2 separate regions of the Cricetulus griseus genome follow, and region 2 is linked to region 1. The links are chromatin contacts, called in public Hi-C maps. All regions are on one chromosome and are shown on one strand. The core of a region is the stretch at or near the end of the contact, and the rest is flanking DNA. Distances in the headings are between cores, read along the strand shown. Region 1 holds the start of Tuba1b (tubulin, alpha 1B). Region 2 overlaps LOC113833567 (a long non-coding RNA gene).

Region 1 (6,728 bases), core at 1,144-3,643:
GAGAATAAGTAGGAAGAGAGAGAAGAGAGAAAGAAAGGAAGACACCCAGGGTCAGCCAGCTAGACACACAGTAGGACATACAGAATGAGAGAAAGGTAAAAAAAAAAAAAAAAAAAAAAAAAAAAAAAAAGCCCAGGCAAAATGTAGATGAAGAGAAACAGATTAATTTGTTATAAGAGCTAATAATAAGTTTCCATGTCATGATTTAGGAGCTGGTTGGTGACCCCCTAAAAATGCCTGCCACACACTCCCCATAATTAAATTAAAATAAAAATAAATAAAAGGTTGCCAAACATGGTGGCAAATGCACTTGATCTCAGTACCTGGGAAGCAGAGGCAGACAGATCTGTGAATTAGAGGCCAGCCTGGTCTATATGGTGAGTTACAGGCCAGTCAGCACAACATAGTAACCCTGTTTCAAAAAGAGAAATCAGTAACCACTACCACATCAAAAGGTCTTTCAGCCAATAGCCAGATAGAGTAGTGGTTATCTGTAATCCTAGCATTTGGGAGGTAGAGACAGGAGGATAAGAGGGTTCAAAGCCAACCTCAACTATATGAAATTGAGATAGCCTGGGTTATAGGAGAGACTCTCAAAACAAAACCAAACAGCCTTCTTTTCTTTTTCTTTTGTTTTGTTTTCTATTGTTTTTTTGGGACAGGTTTCTCTGTGTAACTCTGGCTGTCCTGGAACTTGCTCTGTAGACCAGGCTGGCTGCAAACTCACCTGCCTCTGCCTCCCCAGTTCTGAGAATTATGTCAATTGCCTCACCACCTGGCTAAACATCCTTTTGACAAGGAAGTGAGATAATGAGATCACATTTTCTTCTCCCTCAACTTTAGTTACAAATTATATGTTGGGGGGGCACATAGGTGAACATACATGTGTATGAGCATGCATGTGATCAACTTTTAGGGTTTTTTGGTTTTGTTTTAAATTTATCACATTTACATGTTTGTGTGGATACATTTTTTGTATGCTTTTGATACATGGTTTCAACGGACCTGGAGCTAGCCCAGAAAGGCCAGTCTGGCTAGCCACTGAGCTTCAGAGGTCTGCCAGTCTCTGCAGCATATAAGCACAAGCCACCATGAAAGTGCTCCCCCCCTTTTGGGTTCAGGGGAATCAAATTCAGGTCCTAATTGAGCTATTTCCTCAATCCACATTACCTCTTTTAAACAATGTAACTACAAAGCCCCCGAAATTACCTACATAGTTGCTGCTGAAGCACTTGGGGGCCTTGTCTTCTAACACTAGGCGCCTGGCTTCAAGTGTTTGCTCTTTCTCCTATTTAATTAACTGGCTGAGGCATTCCTTTACTAGGACTCTTGGAATTCTGCTTTCCTGCACTATGTGGAGAATCCTAGGGCACCTGACTAAGAGGCGCCTGAGGCTCTGAAAAGGGGAGTTTCAGGCTGCACAGCCGGCACAGGATCTGTGTTCCCTGCTGCCACTGCCAGGAGGACATTTTGAATAGCTGAGTGATTGCAATCTGTTCCGTGAGGGCGGTTTAAAGCCACGTGTTAGCCTTCATCACATTATGAATTTCTAAGGTCAGTAGTAGTTTATGGCCTTGGAATAAATGGGGAGGGTAGTTTATTGATTATAATCTGGTCATCACAGCACTCAGAAAATTTGTATAGCACAAGAATTCCTTGCTGTCTGTATTCTTCAGTGAGACATTTTCCTTCTAGTTTTCCCTCACTTCTTCGATTTAGCTTACCACTTCAAATGATTTTAAAAATCTTTTGAAAGAGCCCTTATTTAGGGCAATCCCATTAAATTGGCAGCTAGAGGCTGAAACTCTGGCCTAGTCCGCCCCTATTTTAACATTTGGATGATTCAAGTTGCTTCCAGTACTAGGTACCTTTAGTTTCGAGAATGAACCATGGCAATATACTAAGTATAGTGATAGGGTTTTATAAGGGGCTTTCACAGTAGCAGGTAAGCACAGCCTTTAAAGGAAGCAAGGAGAAAGGCAAAACTCACTCATCGAGTGTGGCCACATGAATGATCAGCTGAGTTATCCGGACCACACCTTTCAGCGCTTGAGGATGCCGCACTTTTAACACTGCGGGCCCCTCAAGTCCCCCGGTTCATCAAGACTGCGCCAGTCTGCCCAGGCTCCCACACCCTCTTGTCTGTCTGCGGCAGCGTCCACTCCCTCCCCGCAATGCAGCGGCGCGCCCCAGTCTGCAGCATCGGCGCACGCCCAGGCGGCTGCCCCGCCCCGTGGGCCCATGCAGGGAGGGGACTGCGAGCCGAGCCCGCCTCTGCGGCGGCCAGCCGGGCGCTCAATGGACCTGGCCGGCCGGGGGAGGGACCGTGGCCACCCGGCCGCGCCCGCCCCGCCCCAGCAACTACTTAAGAGGCTCTGGAGCCGACGCCTCCACCTCATTGCGTTACTTACCTCGACTCTTAGCTGTCGGGAACGGTAACCGTGACCCGCTGTCTGCTTTTGTCACCTTCGCCTTCTAACCCGTAGCTACCATGGTGAGTGCATCGGTGCAGGGAAGGGAGGCGAGGCGAGGGCTGCTCGCTGGGGCCTGGGGCTGAAGCGTGTGTGAGCAGGAGAGCAAGGGTCCCAGGCTGCTGGGGGCTGCCTGTATCTGAGGGAGAAGGGGCTCTCCAGGGTACCCCTGGAAGAGCGGGCGAGCATGGGGCCCCAGCTACTGGGGGTCGCCGGGGTCTGGGGGAGATGGGGTTGTCCCGGGTTCCCCTGGGTGAGCCGGGGAGCATGAGGCCCATGCTGAGGACCCATGAGCCCATCCCTGAGGACCTCCGGGATGTGGAGAAGGGGCTCTCCCGGGCCCCGCTGGACTTGGGTCTGCATCCGTCCACGCCCTGCACAAGGCATTTACAGCATGGCGCTTTCAGACTGCAGTCTTCCCGCGCGCGGGCCCTGCCCCCACCCTACCCTTGCGTTCTGCTTTTCGGGCGCGCGCACATAGCCTTTCCCCGCCCTCACTTCCTCTTCGGTGCGAAAAGGCGGGGGCGGGAAGACGCCAGGAGACAAAGACGCATGCGCGACCGTTACGTTCCCGCCTGAGAGCGGCGGGAAGAGCCTCTGCAGTGTGCGCGTGCGCGCTGCGGCACTGCGGGCTTAATTCGTTTAGGGTGTGTCTCCTGTATTTGGGGGGGACGGTGGGGCAAACCCTGGCCCTCGAATACTAAGCCCCCTCTCTACCTCAGCCTCGATTTTCCTTTTGCTTTTAATGAAAGCAATAAGAAATGTGGGGCAGGTCTCGGACTATATTCCACAATACTTAGCAATAACAGCGTGAAGTCTCAGCTGTCTCGAGTTAGGAATTTGTGTGGGACCAGGTGGTGACATTGAAGGGTTTGAGGGTAACAGAAATCGGATCTGAGCGGCTTATGATTCCCTGCTGGACCAGGACGGATGCGGGGGGAGCTGAGCTCAGCGCCTACAAATAGAGGAAGTGGCAAACCAGCTGCATCCCGGGCGCCTCGGTGCATGCACAAATAAATGCTCCATTATCTCATTCCGTAGAGCCCTGCCACCAGAACCTTCCTCATTGCTTAAGTCACATGCTTCCTCTGCCTACAGTTGTCCGGAAGTCTGGGCACAAAGCAAAAGTAGAACTCTGAGGGCACAGGGTAAATGAAAAGCCTTCGTATCTTGGTTTTCAAAAAAGGAAGTGTGACTAAGCACTTCTAGGTGTGGAAAGGCTGAAATTAGCTTTTTTTTTTTTTTTAATAAATGCTTGCGAGTTTTAACGATTTGTCACTTTGTGCCATGGTTAGAATTCCAGCTGCTTGCGGCATTACTAATAGTTTTTTTTTCCCCTTCTTTCTGTCCCACAGCGTGAGTGCATCTCCATCCACGTTGGCCAGGCTGGTGTCCAGATCGGCAATGCCTGCTGGGAGCTCTACTGCCTGGAACATGGCATCCAGCCTGACGGCCAGATGCCAAGTGACAAGACCATCGGGGGAGGAGATGACTCCTTCAACACCTTCTTCAGTGAGACAGGCGCTGGCAAGCATGTGCCCCGGGCCGTGTTCGTAGACCTGGAACCCACAGTCATCGGTAAGTGGGCCAGGGGCTTCCCTGAGGCATTCTGTCCTGGTCACATACTCAGAACCTCTCCACACACCGCCGAAGAGTGAGTGAGCTTGTGTGTGTCAGTTACTGTTGTGAATGGTTGATTTCATCTCCTTTTCCAGATGAAGTTCGCACTGGTACCTACCGCCAGCTCTTCCACCCTGAGCAGCTCATCACAGGCAAGGAAGATGCTGCCAATAACTATGCCCGTGGCCACTACACCATCGGCAAGGAGATCATTGATCTTGTCTTGGACAGAATTCGCAAGCTGGTAAATACCATAGATGGATGGATTCATTTAAAATGCAGTGTGGGGGAGTGTTGGGACCTGCCAAAATAAGTAAAGTCTGTTCACTACTGATAAACAATGCCTTTTCTTTTTTTCCTACAGGCTGACCAGTGCACAGGTCTTCAGGGCTTCTTGGTTTTCCACAGCTTTGGTGGGGGAACTGGCTCTGGGTTCACCTCCCTGCTGATGGAGCGGCTCTCTGTCGATTATGGAAAGAAGTCCAAGCTGGAGTTCTCCATCTACCCAGCCCCCCAGGTTTCCACTGCTGTGGTTGAGCCCTACAACTCCATCCTCACCACCCACACCACCCTGGAGCACTCTGATTGTGCCTTCATGGTAGACAACGAGGCCATCTATGACATCTGTCGTAGAAACCTCGACATTGAGCGCCCCACCTACACTAACCTTAACCGCCTCATTAGCCAGATTGTGTCTTCCATCACTGCTTCCCTCAGATTTGATGGAGCCCTGAATGTTGACCTGACAGAATTCCAGACCAACCTGGTACCCTACCCTCGCATCCATTTCCCTCTGGCCACATATGCCCCTGTCATCTCTGCTGAGAAAGCCTACCATGAGCAGCTTTCTGTAGCAGAGATCACCAATGCCTGCTTTGAGCCAGCCAATCAGATGGTGAAATGTGACCCTCGCCATGGTAAATACATGGCTTGCTGCCTGCTGTACCGTGGGGATGTGGTTCCCAAAGATGTCAATGCTGCCATTGCCACCATCAAGACCAAGCGCAGCATCCAGTTTGTGGACTGGTGTCCCACTGGCTTCAAGGTTGGCATTAATTACCAGCCTCCCACTGTGGTACCTGGTGGAGACCTGGCTAAGGTCCAGAGAGCTGTGTGCATGCTGAGCAACACCACAGCCATCGCTGAGGCCTGGGCTCGCCTAGATCACAAGTTTGATCTGATGTATGCCAAGCGTGCCTTTGTGCACTGGTACGTGGGTGAGGGCATGGAGGAGGGGGAGTTCTCTGAGGCCCGTGAGGACATGGCTGCCCTAGAGAAGGATTATGAGGAGGTGGGTGTGGATTCTGTTGAAGGAGAGGGTGAGGAAGAAGGAGAAGAATACTAATCTATTCTTTCTGCCCCTGGATCATGTCAAACTCCTAGAACTTCAGCTTCAACATTAGCTGATAGGCATTGATTCCTCTAATTGTGTCATCTTCATTCTGTGATCATGTATTTGTCTGTGGCCCTGTATGGTCTTTCCATGATGTCTCAAAGTAAAAAGCTTTAAGACACTTTGTACTTGCTATTTATTTATTTATTTTTGGTTTGGGGTAAGTCTGCCACACTAGGCCTTTACTTGATCCTCCAGGCTTGATGCCCTGGGACATGGGTCACCACTCAGGTGATTCAGTGCTTCATGTTTGCCAGGAGAGCAGGCGTGGGATAACACTGTTCCCTAGCTACACTGTGCTATTCTAAAGCTGCCTTGATTACATTTCAGCTGTGCTTGGGAAAATCCACAAGATCAAATGTCAAACGATCCTTTAGGGTGGTGTGATGCTTAGGATGCAAAACCAGGCAGGTCTCTGGGCCAGCCAGAGCTACACAGTACTGGGAGGAGGAGGGGTATGTGTGAATTAATATTTGAGGGTGATGTGACAGCCCTGTTTGAGGATTATGACACTGAACAGCAGGACCTGTGTTGAATGCTCAGTGCCGGGGTCTACAGAGGTGAAATTTAACTGGTCATTTCTTACCAAGAAAGAAGCAAAGGATACATAGGCCATGTCTACTGGTACTTCTTTTTCACTTTGAGATGGTCTTTTTATCCACTCAGTATATAGCACACCTCCTGTGTATGGGGTTAAAGGCATACCTCTACCAGAATTAAAGTCCAGCCTAAGCTGCAGAAGACCCTGTCCCAAGAAAATAAAATACAAATAAGCAGAGGAAGGTTGTCTTGTGCCAGCAAGTCTAGCCAGATCCCAGAGTGAGCCTGTCAAGTAAGGTAGAGGCTACAGAGATGAGAGTATAGTCTTTTTCAAGAGATCTCGAAGTCATGCAAGCAGTCACATCCCTTGGCTCACCAGCTGCAGCTCCAGGGTGGGCTGATTCCTCTGACTGTGGCACCTGCACTCACATTAAAAGTCTAAAAACCCCAAAACAAGGCGGACAACAGAAAAACATTGTAGTTGACCTCTGGCCTCCATACACATGCTCACACTCATCCACAGTGTACAGAAAGCATCTTTTTACAAGGGAGGTTGTAGGGCCCCATTAACCTCAGCACAGAGAAGGCAGAGGCAGGTGAGTTTCTGATTTCAAAGCAGGCCTCATCAACATGAGTTCCAGGATAGACAGGACTGCATAGACCCTGTCTCAGATTTGGGGAATTGTAGGGGCTTTATGTGTAGC
Region 2 (6,728 bases), core at 1,728-4,227, 56 kb before region 1:
CCCTGTGCTCCCTGACTGTTGTCAGGGGGCGGGGTCTGTTCTTAAAGAGGTAGAGCCAATCAACATTAAAGCCTGAACCTTCACCAAAGCTACAGAGAAACCCCATCTCAAAAAACAAAACAAAACAAAACAAAAACAAAAGAAAAAAAAAAGAATTATAGTATAACATGGTGGTCAGGATTAGTTGAAAAGTCTGAGATTTAAATAAAAAACTTGAAGGTCAGCAGGTGGTGGTACATACCTTTCATACCTTTAATCCCAGCACTTGGGAGGCAGAAGCTGCCAGATCTCTGTGAGTCTGAGGCCAGCTTGGTCTACAGAGCGAGTTCCAGCACAGCCAGAGCTGTTACACAGAGAAATCCTGTCTCAAAAAACAAACAAACAAACAAAAAAACCAAAACCAAAAAAACCTTAAAGGTCATGGCAGGGGGAGGGGACAACATAATAGAAGAATAGACTCAGAAATCCCCAGTCACAAGGAAGCCTTTAGTTGTTTTTGGTCGTAAAACCAGCTACCTGGAAAAGATGAATAGGCAGGAGCTGGGTCGTGGTGGAGCAGCCTTGAACACAGCTGCTAGGAGACTGAGGCAGAAGAGATCATGAGTTTGAGATCAACCCAAATTAAGTGTGGAGTTGATGAAGTCCGGAATGACTGTGTTGTTGACATGGGTAAGGCCACATCAAGGCTGCCAAACCCTTAGATCCCTGGGATGGCACAGCCTTCCCCTGGCTGGTGTGTGTACAGGTGTACTAACTGCAGTCTCCTCTTTCCAGATGTTTACATGTCTAGTTTCCAGGCTGCTGGTAGTATAGATCTCCAGGAGAGAGTATGGCCCATTGCTTTTGTCTTTCTTCATGCCCTTGTCTCCTAAGTCAGGTTCCCAGGACCCATCTGCACAGATCCAAACATTTAGAGATCCATCGTGTGTGTGTGTGTGTGTGTGTGTGTGTGTGTGTGTGTGTATTTCTACATATCTTAGTTACTTTTCTGTTGCAGTGAAGAGACTCTATAACCAAAACAAGTTTGAAGGGAGGTATTTAATTTGGGGCTTGCTTACAATTTAGAGGAGTAGCCCATGACATCCTGATGGGAAGCACGGCAGCAGGCACGCAGGCATGGCACTGGAGCATGGCACTGAGAGCTTACATCTTATCTGCAAGATGATGGATGCAGAGAGGAAGAGAGAGAAAGGGGAGTGGGGGAGAGACTGGGCCTAGTGTGGGCCTTTGAAACCCAAAGCCCACTAACCCTGACACACCACTTCCAGCAAGGCCACACCTCCTAAACAATCAACCAACTAGGGACCAAGAATTCAAATGTCTAAGCCTGTGTGAGTTATTCTCATTCACACTGAAGGGACCAGCTTCCCATTTCTGCAGCCATAACAGCCTAACAGGTTTCTGCCTGACCTTGATTTAGTCACTAGGAGCTGAGATATCTGCCTCGTGGCAAGGAACCAATCAGAAGTTAGCTGGTGGTGCTATGCTTTACAGCTCTGGGTGTGCTTTATGGACAAGTGCACAGCAGAGACGTACAGAACATAGCAACTGCCCTGGGAGGGCCTAGGGCCATAACAACCAGTTGACCAATCAACCAGGGCAAGTCCTCTAAGCCTGGAGGCACACCAATCCTGAGCCTGTGCGTACCCCTAGACACTCTCCTTACGCTGCCCTATAAGATCTCTATCCCGTGGGTTCTTGGGGTCTTTTCCCCAGCCATCCGCCATGGTGGATAGATGAAAGGCCCGAGCTAATGGGGTTAGCTCGTTAAACAACTGCAAATGAAGCCTCTTGCTGTTTGCATCAAGCTTTCGCCTCCTCCTGGTGATTGGGGTCGCCTCGGTCCTGTGCCGAAATCCTGGGGGGGCCTGAGCCACCGGGGGATGTTTCAAAACCACCACATTCCACTCCCTGGCCTCCATAAGCTTGTAGCTAAATCATAACGAAAAATGCATTCAATCCAACTTCAGAAGTCTCCTTACTCCTTAGTAATCTTGAGACTATTTCAAAATCTAAAGTCTCTTCTGAGACTCAGGGCAATCTGTTAACTGTAGCTCCGACCAATTTGAAAAATAAATTATATTCTGCCAACATACAATGGCATAGGATATATATTACAATTTCAAAAGGAGGAAAGTGGGCACAGTGAGGAAATACTGGGACCAAACCCAGCATGACAAACTCCAAACCCTGTAACGATTTTGGAAGTTCCTGCTATGCCGCTGGGGAACAAGTTAACCTCCGCAGCAGAGCAGCTGTAACCCCAACAAGATCTGGCGGGGTATGCATTCCCTTATCCAAAGACCCTCAACGGAGACTTCGGTGACACACCCTCCTGGGCACCACCCCCTCCTGTAGGGGATGCTCACCAGCTGCAAGGGCTCCTGAGACATTAGCATGCACGGGAAAGAAAAGGTTCATTGAAATTACGCAGCTCCCAGGCTCCCACGTGGGGGTGGGGGTGGGGTTGGTGCTTCAGTGCTGGAGCTGTTTGAGAGTCACCCATGCTTCCCTAAATAAGCAGATAAACTCGCTGGTTCAGAAGCTGCAATCCATCCTAGTTGTGCTAGCGCCCTCTGTGGGGTGAACAGACCTTCGTTTGTGTCTCTCAGGAAAACATCGTGGCAGTTACTTTGCTCAGAGCGGTCTTAAGGAACTTGTTTTTGTTTTGAGCCAGGGTCTCACCATGTAGACACGACTGGCCTGAACTTGCTGTGGAGCAAGTTGACGCACAACTCGAGGCAGTCTGTCCTAGGGTTTCTGTTGTTATAAAGAGACACTGTGACTATGGCAACTCTTATAAGGGAAAGCATTTAAATGGGGTGACTGGCTTACAATTCAGGGGTTCAGTCCTTTATCATCATGGGGGGCCATGGCGACATGCAGGCAGCAATGGTGTGGAGCAGGTCCTGATAGGTAATACACCTTGACTGGCAAGCAACAGGGAGCGATCTATACCAATGGGCGTGGCTTAAGCAAATATGAGACCTCAAAGCCCGCCTCCATAGTGACACACTTCCTCCAACAAGGCCACACCTCCTCAATAGAGCCATTCCCTTTGGGACCATTTTCTTCCAAACCACTGCAGTTCTTCCTCTGCATCCCAAGTGCTGGGGTTACAGGAGCGTGCCACCACACCTGCGTGGCTTTTCCTTTTTGTTTTTGAGACAGGGTCTCACATAGCTGATGCTAGCCTTTATTTACCCTGCTGCCCTCAGCTCGCAAGTGCTGGGACTGCGGGAGTGTACCACCATCCCCCTTTCCTTTCCATCCCTTTCCACCGCTCCCTTCCCCTCCTCTCCTTTCAAACATGAGATCACAGGGCAGCTTCTGGGGTTCATTGGAAAAGATTAACGGTTGACAAGATAAAAACCTAGGTCTAGTGTGGAAATTCTTTTAAGATGGAATTTGGGGCTGGAGAGATTTCTCAGTAGCTAAGGGTTAAGTTTTTGCTTAAATTAGAGGTTGAGAAATGGACTCCTGGCAACTATAGAGAGCACATTAACCAGTTTATTATAGGGAGGGAGAGGGGGGAGGAGAGAGAGAAATAGAAGAACAGAGCAGAGCAGAGAGAGTGAGAGAGCGCATAAAAGAAGAGAGTGTAAGTGGGCAAGGGTCTGTCTCTTAAGGGGTCCTCTACACCTGTGTGTAGACTTAGTTCCTATGGAACCCTGGGCTGACCAGGGTACTGCCTGAGTGGATTCTGCCTGGTAACAGAGGCAGGCCAGCATAATGCTTGAATCCTTACACTAAGAGCACTAGCTGTCCTTGCAGAGGACCCAGGGAAGAAATCCCAGCTCCCATATGATGGCTCACAACCATGCCCAGTTCCTGGGAATTCAACCCCCTTGTCTGACCACTGTGGCAAACAGGCACATGCATGGTGGACATTCATACCTGCAGGCAAAACACTCACAGCAGAAATAAATCTTTTCTAAAAAAACTGTTTTGGGCTGGAGAGATGGCTCAGAGGTTAAGAGCAGTGACTGCTCTTCCAGAGGTCCTGAGTTCAATTCCCAGCAACCACATGGTGGCTCACAACCATCCACTATGAGATCTGGTGCCCTCTGCTGGTGTGCAGATATACATGGAAACAGAATGTTGTATACATAATAAATAAATAAAATTAAAAAAATAAATAAACTGTTTTAAAGTACTCTTCTACTTCTACTGAAATAATTGTAAGCATTTCGATCCATGCTTATGTTTGCTGCCCCCTGCTGGAATCTGTTGAAAGAAAAATCCTGGTAGTGCATTCAAATAAAAATAACCCTGGGTGGACAGTTAGCTGATTTTACTGTGTAACTGAAATTTTCCAGAGCTTACCATAAGCCTGTTTGTTATTACAGAGATGGGAGACTTGCTTGTCTTTCTTCCACTTGACCCTTTGTAGCTTCCCTAGGAGCTCCTCTCAGGCCCGGGGTTTCCAGCAGCGTCCTCTCTGAGGCCTCTTCCAGCCAGGCATTCTGGGATGTCTGTCTTCCTATTCCTGCTGATCACATGAGCAAAGCTGGGGGCCGGCCTCATCCAGTCTTTTAAGACTCAGCACGGGGCAATGGTGGTGCACATCTTTAATCCCAGCACAAGGGAGGCAGAGCCATGTGGATCTCTGTGAGTTTGAGGCCAGCCTGGTCCACAGAGTGAGTTCCAGGACAGCCAGGGCTACACAGAGAATCTCTGTCTCAAATACCAAAAAAAAAAAAAAAAAAAAAAGTGTAACAAATTTTTTTTTAAGATTTATTTTAAATTTTTTAAAAACTCTGTGTAGAAGTCCGGTGTTGGTAGCTCATGCCTTTAATCCCAGCACTCGGGAGGCAGAGGCAGGTGGATCTCTGTGAGTTAGAGACCTGCCTGGTCTACAAGACCAGGACAGCCTCCAAAGCTACACAGGGAAACCTCAAAAAGCAAACAAACAAAAAGTAGTTGTGAGCCATCTGATGGCGGTACTGGTGTTGGGTCCTTTCCCATTGGGGTCAGCTGATCATCTGGTGACTAAGGATGACCTCCTGTGCCCTTCCCATTGGGGTCCCCTGACTAGGTATTTACTTCCTTGTTTCCCTCCTTCCGACTAGGCTTCAATGTAAGAGTGCAAACTATCTGCCCATCCCTATTGCCAGGGAGGAGGGGGAGAGCTTGGGGGGCATGAACCTATGACCTGAGTAACTTTCCACTGTGTCTCCTCTCCTTTGAAATAAATGGCATTCTCCTTGCAAGAATGACCCACTTTCAGATTCCCTCGCCTGAACCCATAAGAAGTTGTAGCACAGGCGCTATATACTGGGAAGGCACCTTGGATTTTTACAAGAGCAGCAATTGCTCTTAAATGCTGAGCCATCTCTTAGGCCAAATATAACCAAATATCTTGTGTTCTAATAGTATATCTTTGCTGGGGTTGAGGCTGGGTTTTTTGTTTATTTGTTTTGTGTTTTGATGAAGTCTCCGATATCATGGGTTGGCCTCAAAGTTTATAGATAGTGGAGGATGGCCTTGAACTACTGTTCCCCTGGCTTTACTCCAAGGGCTAGCATTACAGACATATGCTCCACACCTGACTTATGTTGCACTAGGCATCAAACCTGGGACTCAGTACCTGCTTGACAGGTATTCTTAAATTTTGTTGTTGTTGAGTTTTTGTTTTTTGAGACAGGGTTTCTCTATATTGTTTTGGAGCCAGTCCTGGCACTCACTCTGTAGACCAGGCTGGCCTTGAATTCACAGATCTGCCTGCCTCTGCCTCCCTAGGGTTGTCTCTTCAAAAGAAATGTATAACCTGATTTTGGTCCAGAAGCCTGGGAATGTTGGTAGCCTAGATGACCTCTGCCCTATCTGTAGGATAGAGACCACATCAGATCCTCCCCCAGGCCCTCAAGATGACAAATGTCACCTAGCTACAGAACACATCTTTATGGAAGACATGACTTGAACTTCGAAAAGAGTTTCGATGGCACTTATGCCTTAAGCTTTATTATGCACATGGGATTGTGTTACACCAGGAAACTTTTCCCAAATTGAATTGTACTTAAATATGCCTGAAATAAAAGCCTGGTGTCAGACTCTAGATGTTTGAGTCATATTAAAGCAGACTTTCTTCTTGCTTCCCATGGACAATATTTGCAGAGACCCTCACAACACTCCATCATGCCCAACAAGTCCAGACCACAGGAACTATAACAGAGGGTCACATGGCATGCATAGTGTGTGTTTGGGGGGCACAACAATGAAAGCAGACTACTGCTCTGCTGCTCGGTCCCTGCTCTCCACTCACACAGTCCAGGATCCAGCCAGAGAATGGGACCACTCGCGTGCCGCGCGCGCGTGCACACACACACACACACACACACACACACACACACACACACACACACACACACGCCAGCGCGCATGCGCGTGCATGGCTTGGCCTTCCCACCTCAAAGCAACCAAGATAATCCTCCAGAGGTGTACCAATAGGCATACTCATTTTCTAGCTGATTTTAGATTCTTTTAAGTTAACCATTAGCATTAACCATCACAATGACATTTGTATATTTATTTATTTATTGTGATACAAAATATGTGTTTTATCAAAACATCAGAAGATAGGTGGGCTTGTGCTCATTTTTTTCTCATTTTTCTATCTGAGGCAGGGTCTCACAAGCACTGTTTCAGTCCCTGTGAGGAGAGTTTTTAAAAGAACTCTGGGGAGATACAGGGCTGATCGGAACTAAGCCAAATGATGTCTCGTTGGA

Evidence for each region. A called contact is a pair of places that touch in the nucleus more often than the background predicts.
Region 2: a Hi-C map of the CHO-K1 cell line shows a contact between it and region 1, with 2.2 times the contacts expected there. The contact joins the enhancer-like site here to the promoter of Tuba1b in region 1. A contact is called at or near these places in 4 of 8 Hi-C or Micro-C datasets (the CHK-Q cell line, the CHO-K1 cell line and fibroblasts).

The regions. Positions count from the first base shown.
Region 1 is chr2:395,399,215-395,405,942 of CriGri-PICRH-1.0, reverse strand. Tuba1b (tubulin, alpha 1B) reads left to right here and starts at 2,393. Exons shown (of 4, transcript NM_001243979.1): 1 at 2,393-2,494; 2 at 3,827-4,049; 3 at 4,187-4,335; 4 at 4,456-5,607. The coding sequence starts at 2,492. The coding sequence ends at 5,436. It overlaps LOC103163351 (a long non-coding RNA gene), which reads right to left and starts at 2,228. Exons shown (of 6, transcript XR_004768637.1): 1 at 1,991-2,228.
Region 2 is chr2:395,455,415-395,462,142 of CriGri-PICRH-1.0, reverse strand. It overlaps LOC113833567 (a long non-coding RNA gene), which reads right to left. Exons shown (of 2, transcript XR_003481437.2): 2 at 6,515-6,728. Among named protein-coding and RNA genes, the nearest start is that of Tuba1c, 16 kb to the left of the region's middle. Within about 2 kb of position 2,977, at least 4 of the 6 cell types and tissues checked have open chromatin away from gene starts, as enhancers often do. A contact at or near this core is called in the CHO-K1 cell line, where this site is marked.